2 separate regions of the Sus scrofa genome follow, and region 2 is linked to region 1. A link is a contact called in public HiChIP or PLAC-seq data. All regions are on one chromosome and are shown on one strand. The core of a region is the stretch at or near the end of the contact, and the rest is flanking DNA. Distances in the headings are between cores, read along the strand shown.

The links. HiChIP or PLAC-seq counts read pairs in DNA pulled down with a chosen protein or histone mark.
Region 2: an H3K27ac HiChIP or PLAC-seq map of alveolar macrophages shows a contact between it and region 1. The contact joins the promoter of APPBP2 here to the promoter of PPM1D in region 1. A contact is called at or near these places in 7 of 47 Hi-C or Micro-C datasets (embryonic fibroblasts, fetal heart ventricle, heart right ventricle and 2 more) and 2 of 2 datasets of contacts at active chromatin or transcription factors (alveolar macrophages and skeletal muscle).

What each region holds. Positions count from the first base shown.
Region 1 is chr12:37,534,040-37,539,412 of Sscrofa11.1, reverse strand. It overlaps PPM1D (protein phosphatase 1D), which reads left to right and starts at 3,254. Exons shown (of 6, transcript XM_005669013.3): 1 at 3,254-3,946. The coding sequence starts at 3,475.
Region 2 is chr12:37,611,446-37,616,818 of Sscrofa11.1, reverse strand. It overlaps APPBP2 (amyloid protein-binding protein 2), which reads right to left and starts at 3,049. Exons shown (of 13, transcript XM_013981135.2): 1 at 2,604-3,049. The coding sequence starts at 2,741.

The DNA of each region.
Region 1 (5,373 bases), core at 2,005-4,504:
GAAATAGTGGTTCCACTGGCTGCATCAGTTGGAATAGAAGTTCCTAAGAACAGAAAAATCATCATTAGCTTTGGAAGCAGAGAGGTCTGGTTATGTCCTAAAAATAGTCTTAGCAGCATTACAGGGATGGCACTTGATTAGAATGGGTTAAGGAGAAGTTATGAGGTAGGAATTGGAAGTAGAATCTAGAGAGAGGCTTGGGGCAAGGGTTTGACCCCTGGCCTGGCACCTTCTGCAAGCCATGGGTGTGGGGGAGGAGGCGGAGAAACCAGGACACGTTTTTACAAAGATGGAAATGACTTGGTGGAAAAAGAGAAATTGATGAATTGATGAGGTAGGACCAAAAAAAGAAAAAAAAAAAAAAAGATACCTGGTGGAGTAAAGATCTCAATAGAGGAAAGAGAAATGAGAACACAATAGAGGGATTGCTCTTAATGGTAGCAAGGCCATGTCACCATGAAGAGGAAGATGAAGAGCTGAGAAGCCAGGGTATTGGACAGAAAATGTGGATAACATTTTGAAAAATAAAGTGGCTAAGAAGCGACAAGAATAGTGGAAGACAAGAGCTCCTGTCCTGACTCCGGAAACGAATCTGACTAGTATCCATGAGGAGAAGGTTCGATCCCTGGCCTCCCTCAGTGGGTTAAAGATCCAGCATTGCTGTGAGCTGTAGTGTAGGTAGAAGACACAGCTGGGATCCCCAGTTGCCGTGGCTGTTGGGTAGGCCGGCGGCCACAGCTCCCATTCCACCCCTAGCTTGGGAACCTCCATGTGCCATAGGTGCGGCCCTAAAAAGACAAACAAAACAAAACAAAACAAAAAGCATAGTGGAAGCAAATTAGACAGTGAGCCAGGAACAAATGAAGGGGTGTTACAGTATCTTGGTGTTGTGGCAGTTGTCACTAATTTTAAAAGAGCTTAGGTTGAAGTTCCCATTGTGGCACAATGGTTAACGAATCTGACTAGGTACTGTTTAGGGTTCGATCCCTGACCTTGCTCAGTAGGTGAAGGATCCGGCGTTTGCTGTGGCTGTGGTGTAGGCCGGTGGCTACAGCTCCAATTCGACTCCTAGCCTGGGAACCTCCATATGCCGAGGGAGCGGTCCAAGAAATGGCAAAAAGAAAAAAAAAAGGGAGAGAGAGCTTAGATTTTTGAAGGAGGAAGGAAGGGAAATGATTTGTAGGCAATATGAGACGGTTCGAAGATAAGAATATCTGTTGAGAGGAAAAATAATCTACTTGAAAAGTTGTAAGGGAGGTAGTTTTGCTAGGCAATCAACCAGTTTTCGGTTGGAACAGGAAGCTGATGGGAACATTTAGAGAAGAGTGAAAAACAAAGAGGAAATGGCTGATAACAGATGTTGAAACCTAAAGGGTGGAGAGAAATGGTTAGGATGACTGGTGAAGAGCAGGGTACTGAATCAAGAGAGTAGCATGGAGATGCTAATCAGGGTAATGATGGATGACCCTGAGGCTACTGATTGTGACTGAGGGAAAAGGATTATAGAGAATGAAGTAATGATCCCTTTGTAATCTCTACAAGGGGAAGGGAAGTTGGGTAAACTATTTAAGAGGAATAATATAGAGCTACATAAACTGTTCTTTTTGGCAGGTCTTGTGTTATGGAGATTATTGGATTAGAATTGCTAATATTTCACCTTTTTTTGCATTTAGTATAAAATGTTGTCTATAGATTTCCTTCTAGTGTTATAATTACTAGGTTTTGATAACAGGATTATGATCACCTTTCAAAACAAGCTGGGATTTTTTCCAAGTGTTTTTACACTCTGGAACCATCTGGTCTGGTGCATTTTAACATAGGGCTTATCTTTGATTACATTTTTAATTTAATGGATCTATTCAGATTTTCTCCATTTCGGGGTGATTTTACTTCTTTTATTGGGAGGATTTTTTTTCTAGTTGTATTTCTTGTGCCAGATGTCAAAAAAATGAGCATGGAGTTCCCCTCCTGGCGCAGTGGTTAACGAATCTGACTAGGAACCATGAGGTTGCAGGTTCGGTCCCTGCCCTTGCTCATTGGGTTAACGATCTGGCCTTGCGTGAGCTGTGGTGTAGGTTGTAGACGCGGCTCAGATCCTGCGTTGCTGTGGCTCTGGCGTAGGCTGGTGGCTACGGCTCCGATTAGACCCCTAGCCTGGGAACCTCCATATGCCGTGGGAGCGGCCCAAGAAATAGCAAAAAGACAAAAAAAAAAAAAAAGAGAGAGAGCAGTTTTTTTCCCTATTCCCAGTTCAGTACCAGGAGCATTTCATTTGGAAATTTCTAAGGCTGTACAGGAAGGGGCACACAGGAGAGGTGATGGTGAAGTGGCCGAAAACTGAAAAAGTGAACTTTAATTTGACTCACAGGAACATTTGCTGTTGATAACAAACTGACCTGCCAACTCTGAGGCTTATTTTAATGCCGTCGAAATCCGGGCAAAGGTTTTAGGGCTTAGATTGCAACCCATGGGAGAAGAGGAGAGACGATAACCAAGGTCTTGGAGCACTCGAGCGCTGGGCAGTTTTTGTAACCTATTTTCAAGTGGTCTGTTCAAGTGATTCCGCCGAAGGACTAAAATGCTGCATCCAGGGCTCATCGGGGAAAGTACTACTTTTAGCAAAAGCTGAAAAGAACTTAAAACATAAGCCGTTTAAGTGTCCGACATACCTAGTTTATGTGAAACGAGACCGTGCAGCCAATGGTGGAAATTTCCCGTGTTTTCTTAACACAAAGTGGATTTCCTTTCACAACTCCCAGTCGGATCCATCCCACCCAAGTCCAGTTCGACAGTGCCACGCTTTTCCCAGCCTATTCACAAACCACCTTCCAAACTGAGGTTTCCCGCCACTTCAAGAAATGGAAGGTTTTTCTCTCTAGATTCTTCACACTCGTGCGAGGCCCGAGCCTACACGGCTTTTCCCACCAGGCAAGCAACGCAACGCCCTGGGCAGCAGGCTGCAATTCGACCGCGGGGACGGAGCAAAAAGGTGACAGAGAAGGCGCTAGATAAGCGTTTAGCACCCGCCGAAAAGCCGGAGGACGAAACCGCCCACTGCAAAGCGAAAGCCAGCCGGGTAGCGCGCTGGCTTCGCGCCCGCGCAGGGAGGAGGGAGTGCGGCCGTTGTAGGGAGAAGGGAGGGGCGGAGGGCGTGTTCGCCCCCAACTCGACTCCGGATTGGTCGGCCCCAGAGAGCCGAGTGACGTCAGCCGGGGAGAACGTCCGATTTGTGTGGTGGGCGCGGGCAGGCGGGGGAGGCGCATTGCGCAGGCGCAGCTGCTAGGCTCCGCTTGCCCGGGCGCTCCGGCCCAGCTCTCGCGGACAAGTCCCGACATCGCGCCCCCCCACCTCCGGGACCGCCCCCTCCCCCTTCTCGGCGTCGTCGAAGATAAACAATAGTTGGCCGGCTAGCGCCGAGTGTCTCCCGCCGCTCGGCGGGCTGCGTGGGACCGGCGGGATCTCGGCCAGCCGGCCATGGCGGGGCTGTACTCACTGGGAGTGAGCGTCTTCTCCGACCAGGGCGGGAGGAAGTACATGGAGGACGTTACTCAGATCGTGGTGGAGCCCGAGCCGACAACTGAAGAAAAGCCCTCGCCGCGGCGGTCGCTTTCTCAGCCGTCGCCCCCGCAGCGGACACCGCCGGCCCTTCCTGGAGGCGAAGTCTCGGGGAAAGGCCCAGCGGTGGCAGCCCGAGAAGCTCGCGACGCTCCGCCGGACGCCGGGGCCTCGCCAGCTCCCGGCCGCTGCTGCCGCCGCCGTTCCTCGGTGGCCTTTTTCGCCGTGTGCGACGGGCACGGCGGGCGGGAGGCGGCACAGTTTGCCCGGGAGCACTTGTGGGGTTTCATCAAAAAACAGAAGGGCTTCACCTCGTCCGAGCCGGCGAAGGTGTGCGCTGCCATCCGCAAGGGCTTCCTTGCTTGTCACCTCGCCATGTGGAAGAAATTGGGTAAGTTCCCCGGCTTATTTGGCGCCCGCCTCTTTTTCAGGAGACTGTAGCGCCAGGTTGGGGGCCGTAGCTGCAGCACTGCAGGTCCCCACAACGAGAGCGCTCTCAGTGTCCATCGGTGGGAGTGAAGACTCTTCTAGGTGGAGGTCCGGGCAAACAAAGTAGCTTTGGGCAGGACAGGATTACTGTCTCTGTGCAAACGCTCCACGTTTTATTTACACCCCCCATCCCCGCCAAGGATCAGTGGGGGAGCGGTCCTCTCCCTTCGCGATTTCACTTTGGTGGCGGCCAGCGAAAACATGTTTGAAACCTGGCGCCAGATTTGGCCAAAAGATTCATTGAAGACACGGTGCTGCCTGAAACACGCAAAGGAAGCGGGAGATGGCAAAAATTAGAGCGTTTCCTTCGAATTTGTCACAATTTTGCTTTTGAAAGACTCGGTTGTCTCCTACGGGCGGTGTCAGTCCTCCAAAATTGACCCCTGGTGGCTGGTAGTTAGAGTAAACTGTTAGGCTAACAAGTTATCCGGCGACCTAAAGGCTTGGAAGGAATTTCGTGTGTGTGGTGGTCATCAAGTGTTTCTAGGATCTTTATGCTTGTACTGCTCATGAAAACCAGCGCCGAATGCATTCTTACCGCCTAAATTGATCCTACGTTAAGAATACGTGTTAAATTCAGCTAGGGCTTTTTTAAAGTGCACTTTTTTTTTTTTTTTGCTGAAGTTGCTATTAGCTAATTGCTGTCAGATAGTTCTCAGCAGTTCCTAGTTAAAAGTTCTTTGTAGCTAAATTGTAGCTGCTCGTCAAAGTAGCAAGAGATAAGGAATTGCTGATATGCTAAAAGGAATTAGAGACCTTAATTTCTAAAAGTTTGGTTTAGTTGCAGTTTCATCTAAGCCTTAAATGTTTTCTAAAGCAGCCATTGTTTCTGTACCTAACATAAGTTGAGTTATAGTTGCTTACCCATTGCTGTGAATGAATGGCATAAATTATTTTTTAGAGGAAAAAATGATACTGTGTGTCATTAAAAAAAATCCTCTTGTTTATATGGTGGCATAGTGTTGCTTTATTTCCAGAAGAGAGACATAGAGTGTAAAGATTGGTCAAATACAAAACATTTTTAAAAAGGTATTCTGATGGAGTTGTAGACTAGGCTCTTTCAGAGTCTGTTTTCTATTTGCCTGGCTTTCTGCCAAGAATTATTTGATTGACTCATAGCATAACCAGTCCGCCTGTGGGAGGCTGTTTTCCATCCAATCCCAGAGGTCCCTATTATGGATTTGTTTTGTTTTTGTGTAGGCAGAGCAGAGCTGAAAGCACTGCAGTATATTCCAGAAATATGTCATTTCATTGCTTGCAGGGCAAGTAGGAGGGACAGCAAGACAAGATAGAGGAAGATTAGACACAAAGTACTACTTGGAATTCTGT
Region 2 (5,373 bases), core at 1,800-4,299, 78 kb before region 1:
CGTCCTCATGGATGCTACTCAGATTCGTTTCCATTAAGCCACAGTGGGAACTTCACCTTTAACTCTTTCCATCTGATCTTAGAGGAAAAGTATTCGTTTCTGTCTTTTTAGGGCCGAACCCGCAGCATATGGAGGTTCCCAGGCTAGAGGTCATGCCAGAGCACAGCAACACAGGATCCGAGCCAGGTCTTCGATCTATACCATAGCTTGACAGATCGTTAACCCACTGAGCAAGGCCAGGGATCGAACCCACGTTCTCATGGATACTAGCCAAAACGGGAACTTCCAAAGTACTCTTTCCTCAACTCCAATTTAAGACTGATAGGCTCATTAAACATAAATATATTTATACATGTATTCTAACATTCTAACAACATTCACATTTGACCCTTTCTACATATCAATACCTCTCTCCGTTCCCTTCTTAGGGAGTAGTCAACATGCCTATTTCTCACCTCCCTTTCATTCCACAAGCCAGTCTCCTAAAGCTTTATGACTGTGCCGTCACCTGAAGCTACTGACAAAAATTAATAAAGTGACACTGGACTACGATGAATTGGGATGGGGGAATTTTATACTAGTATATTTTGTCTATGACCATGCCTGTTGATGGAAGTTGGGATGTCTGAAGGGATCTGATTATGAGTTTCTTCTGGGCTCTAAAGTGGAGAAAACTGGAAATTATAGACAGTAAGCAAGAAAGCAAGAACTAAATATTAGGTATGAGACCTTGATTAAACTACTTAACTTTCTCACCTATAAAACAGGGTTATGCCCTACTTTATAGTTTAACTGTCAGGATTAAACAAAGTAAGTGTATAAAAGCACCTACAGTTCCAGGCACACGCCCTCACTTTAGCACAGTGCCACATTCCCAACAGGCATACAATTATTAAAGAGTAAAAATGTACCAAAAAGACACCATATTAAAACATTGTGGACTACGTGCAACAGAAAATGTGGCAAAAGCACCACCTGCTCATATTCACTATTAATAATCTTCAAACGAAAAGCTTCAGTTAGAAGCAAAAGTTACTAGAAGATATCCAAGTACTTTGAAGGAAATCAACCACTAAATGTACTGTTTAAATTTCCAATGATTTTTTCTTTCCTAAAAAAAGTAAAAGATTACATACAATTTAATAAAATGAGTAGAGTTAGCACACGCGCAAAACTGCAGTTTCCCAGGTTGAGAAAGAAATCTAATCATCCTTCCTGGGAGGAACAAATCTTAAATATACAAAATGTCCTTAGACTAAAGTAAGTCAATGTATCAAAGGGGTTTGGAATAAAGGGAGATTTTTCTCTAACCTCTCCTCCCCGCCCCAAATAATAATATAAATGACCAAACTAAATATTCTCCAAATACCTAGGAGGAAAAATTTTTAATTGTTCTAATTGGTGTAAAGCAGCTGGATTTAGTGAAATGCAGCAAGTCAGCTGCTTTCTGAAAAAATATTCCAGGGTGGAGGAAGCGGGCAATCTTCCCAATGAAACAACTGCCATAAAACACTGTACATATAAAATAAGAACACACACATCTGTTAAATATCAGTTTACAATATTCCAGCCAACTTACAAATCAAGAGGAAGTGTTTAGATCTAAAAGATAAATCACACTTTACTTCTGGTCGAATTTTGCATAAGTGGCTACTGGAGTTATCCACATGGATTCAAGGCAAGGAGGACTGAATAAGTCTACTGTTCACACTCAAATGTGGGGGAGAGGAAAAGGGAGGCTCTGAGTCCATAAAGTTCTCCTCCCTCTCTAAACACTGCAAAACTGTCCACGTCTAAAGACACTTACCCTTGAAACTAAACTCCTCAGAGACTGACTAGGAGACTTTTTCTGATTTTTGAGGGGGAGCAATTTAGGAATGCTGCAAGACTACAACTTTCAAATATATGACCATAATTTAAACTCTAATTCTAAAGGTCCCCCCCCGAAAGATTTTCCCCTTCAAGTAGTTTAGCACCACTCCCATATTAATAGAACCCCCCACTCAATCCCCACTATAAACAAAAACCAAAGCTTTAAAGAATATGTGAATAAGGCACACGACTACTTCCAATAATTCCTCAACTCCCTCCAGATTAGGAAGAAAAAGGTGAAACGAAGGAACACGTAGCAGAAAAAAACACTTGGCAAGGAGGGCGACGGGAGGAGAAAAGTAAGAAGGAGGGGAAAAAGAGCAAAGCAAAAAGTCCAGCTGATGCTGATACTTAATTGGGAAGGGAGGGCAGAAAATATCCCGAAGACACAGGCTAGAAGGGAAGAGCTGAGTGGGTCGAGGGCGCAATAAAGTCCACGCAAAAGGCCTATCCAAAGGGGCCCCACTGTAGGAGGGAAAAGCAAAAGGGGGGAAAGACTCATTTCTTAGACGTATCAATCAAAGCCAAGGGTTTGAGAGACAGAGGGTACCAGATGGGTGTCCCTATACTGGACTCCCCAACACCGTCCCAGATGTCTTGGGAGGCGATCCTGCCAGGAGGAGCAAGGGGTTAAACGCGGGGGGTTCGCGGACGTGGAAGGGGGTGCGGCCCCAGGGGCTGCGGCAGGAGGGCAGAGAGCAGGCCCACGGTCGGTAGCCCACCGTCTGTACCTTGTAGTAAACATCGAACTGGATGTTCTCGGGCAAGGAGCGGATGTCTCGGCGGGAGCGGATGTAGTTATCCACGACAGCGGAGATGGCGGTGTTGTAGAGAGTCTCTGGGATCCACTCTAGTTCCACGGCCGCCATCTTCCTTCCCTCCTCCTCCGCCTCCTCCGCCTCCTCCTCCCGAAGGCCCCCGCCTCCCTCCGTAGCGAACCCCTCTGCGGCCCCGGAGGATTCGGAAAGACGGCGTTGGCCACGCGGGCACACGGCAGAAGGGCGCGGCCGCCCTGGCTCCTCCGGGTGAGCTGGGGGCGGTGGCAGCGGGCGCAGGCCCGTGTGCAGAGCTGGCCAAAGAGCCGAGACCAGGCGGGCCGAGGCCTCACATTCCGGATTTGAGAGCAGCCCGGGGTCCGTCCCAGCGCCGATCTCTGCAGGGGCGGGGCTGCGTGTGCGGCGTCATGACGTCAGCGCACGCCTACGCGCTGGAGGGAAGGAATGCGGCAGGCAAAAACTTGGGAAGCAAACAGCGGTGATCCCGCCTACGGGGACGTATTTTCCTAGGGGCCGAAGTTGGGTGGATGAGGGTAAACGTTTTTCACCCGGACGAGTTAAGACAGGTTTTTACCAGCTCCTTCCGAATCACTGGCTGCATCAGTCCTTTCAGCCAATCCTGCCTCCAGACTTCTTAGGCACGGAACCTTTCGAGCTCAGATAAAAGTTTGGAGGCCCAATCATCAGTCCATTGAAAATGATGCATGCAGGGAATTCGCATACTCTGGAAACCCGCCTTTAGACTCTGGTCCCTAAGTCAAGTTAGGAACCTTCGACTTAGGGGCTAGGGATCAGGATGGCAGGAAGACTTGCATTGTGTCACCATTTGCAGTGTTCGAATTCATGGTTCTTTTTCTAAATGAAACTTATTCTCCACCCCCCTAACCCCCAAAAAGGAAAAAGAAATGCTTTAGAATTTGGTGAGAAGGTTAGCCAGATTACAGAATTACAAATAGTGGTAAGAAAAAAAGGACTAAATGGTGGTTGCAATATGACTTAGTGGTGAAACAGAAATTAAGATTTCAACTTTCTCCTCTAGTTCTAGTCCCAGCCTCAGGGGATTGTTGGATAATTGAGTGTACATGTTTCACCTCCCTTCCATTCTCAGCCTGAATGTCTGCTACTTATGTAACTTAATTTTCCATGTCTGTGACTTCAAGAACTTCATGCAACATCTTTCTGCTCTAGGAATTTTTTTTTTTTTCTTTTCCTTTTAGGGCTGAACCTGTGGCCTATGGAAGTTTCCAGGCTAGGGGTCGAATCCGAGCTGCAGCTGCCACACTACACCACAGCCACAGCAATGCAGACGAGGCTCAGATCCAACATTGCTGTGGCTGTGGCATAGGCTGGCAGCTACAGCTCGGATTCGACCCTTAGCCTGGGAACCTCCATATGCCACAGGTGTGGCCCTAAAAAGACAAAAGAAAAAAAAAATCTGGATCTTTAACCCACTGAGCAAGGCCAGGGACAGAACCTACAGCCTCATGGAGTCTAGTCTGAGTCATAACTGCTGAGCCACAACAGGAACCCCTGCTCTAGGAATTTAACAAGGAAACCACTGGCCATTATTGGTGACACGGTCAATCTCATATTCATGCAATCGTTATGTAAAACCTGAAAACAATGATAATAATAATGTGCGGACGTTAAAGCTAAAAGAATTGGAAGTGGTTCTTCCAGTTCACCCTGGTATTTCAAGGTTAAATAGTTAAATCATTGGTAAGAAAGAAAGAAGAAAACATGTTTAGTCCTCTTTTCAGTCTATACCAGTTCTTACTCTGTACCCATGAACATGGGAAAGCTATGGTTAGCCTTATGGTAGAGTGCCAGAATTAGCAAGTAAAAAAAATACAAATGCTCAACTACATTTTTTTCTTTTTTTTTGGTCTTTTTAGGGCCACACCTGCAGCATATGGAGGTTCCCAGGCTAGGGATCTAATCAAAGCTGTACTGCCAGCCTACACCACAGCCACAGTTAGTGTGAGATCAGAGCCAAGTCTGCAACCTACACCACACTGCTCACAGCAACACCGGATCCTTAACCAACTGAGCAAGACCAAGGATCGAGCCCACGTCCTCATGGATACTAGTCTGATTCGCTAACCACTGAGCCATGACAGGAACTCCCAAATTATAATTTCACATAAACAGCGAATAGTTTGTAGGGTTTTTGGGGTTTTGTGTGTTTGGCCGCACCCTCGGCATATAGAAACTCCCAGGCCAGGGATCTAATCTGAGCCATAGCTGCAACCTACCACGCAGCTGCAGGAATGCCAGATCCTTAACTCACTGCTTCAGGCTGGAGATGGAACCTTCCTCACTGCAAAGACAACTTATGATCCCTAACCTGCTGCAGCACAGCAAGAACTCCACGAATAGTTTTTTAATACAAGTGTGTTACATGCAATAGTTTTACCCACCCATTCTGAGTCACCCAAATACATAAGTTCCTTTAGCAAATCCTTTATCAAGAATTCTTGGGGAGTTCCCGTCGTGGCGCAGTGGTTAACGAATCCGACTGGGAACCATGAGGTTGCAGGTTCGGTCCCTGCCCTTGCTCAGTGAGTTAACAATCCGGCGTTGCCGTGAGCTGTGGTGTAGGTTGCAGACGCGGCTCGGATCCTGCGTTGCTGTGGCTCTGGCGTAGGCCGGAGGCTACAGCTCCGATTCTACCCCTAGCCTGGGAACCTCCATATGCCGCGGGAGCGGCCCAAGAAATAGCAAA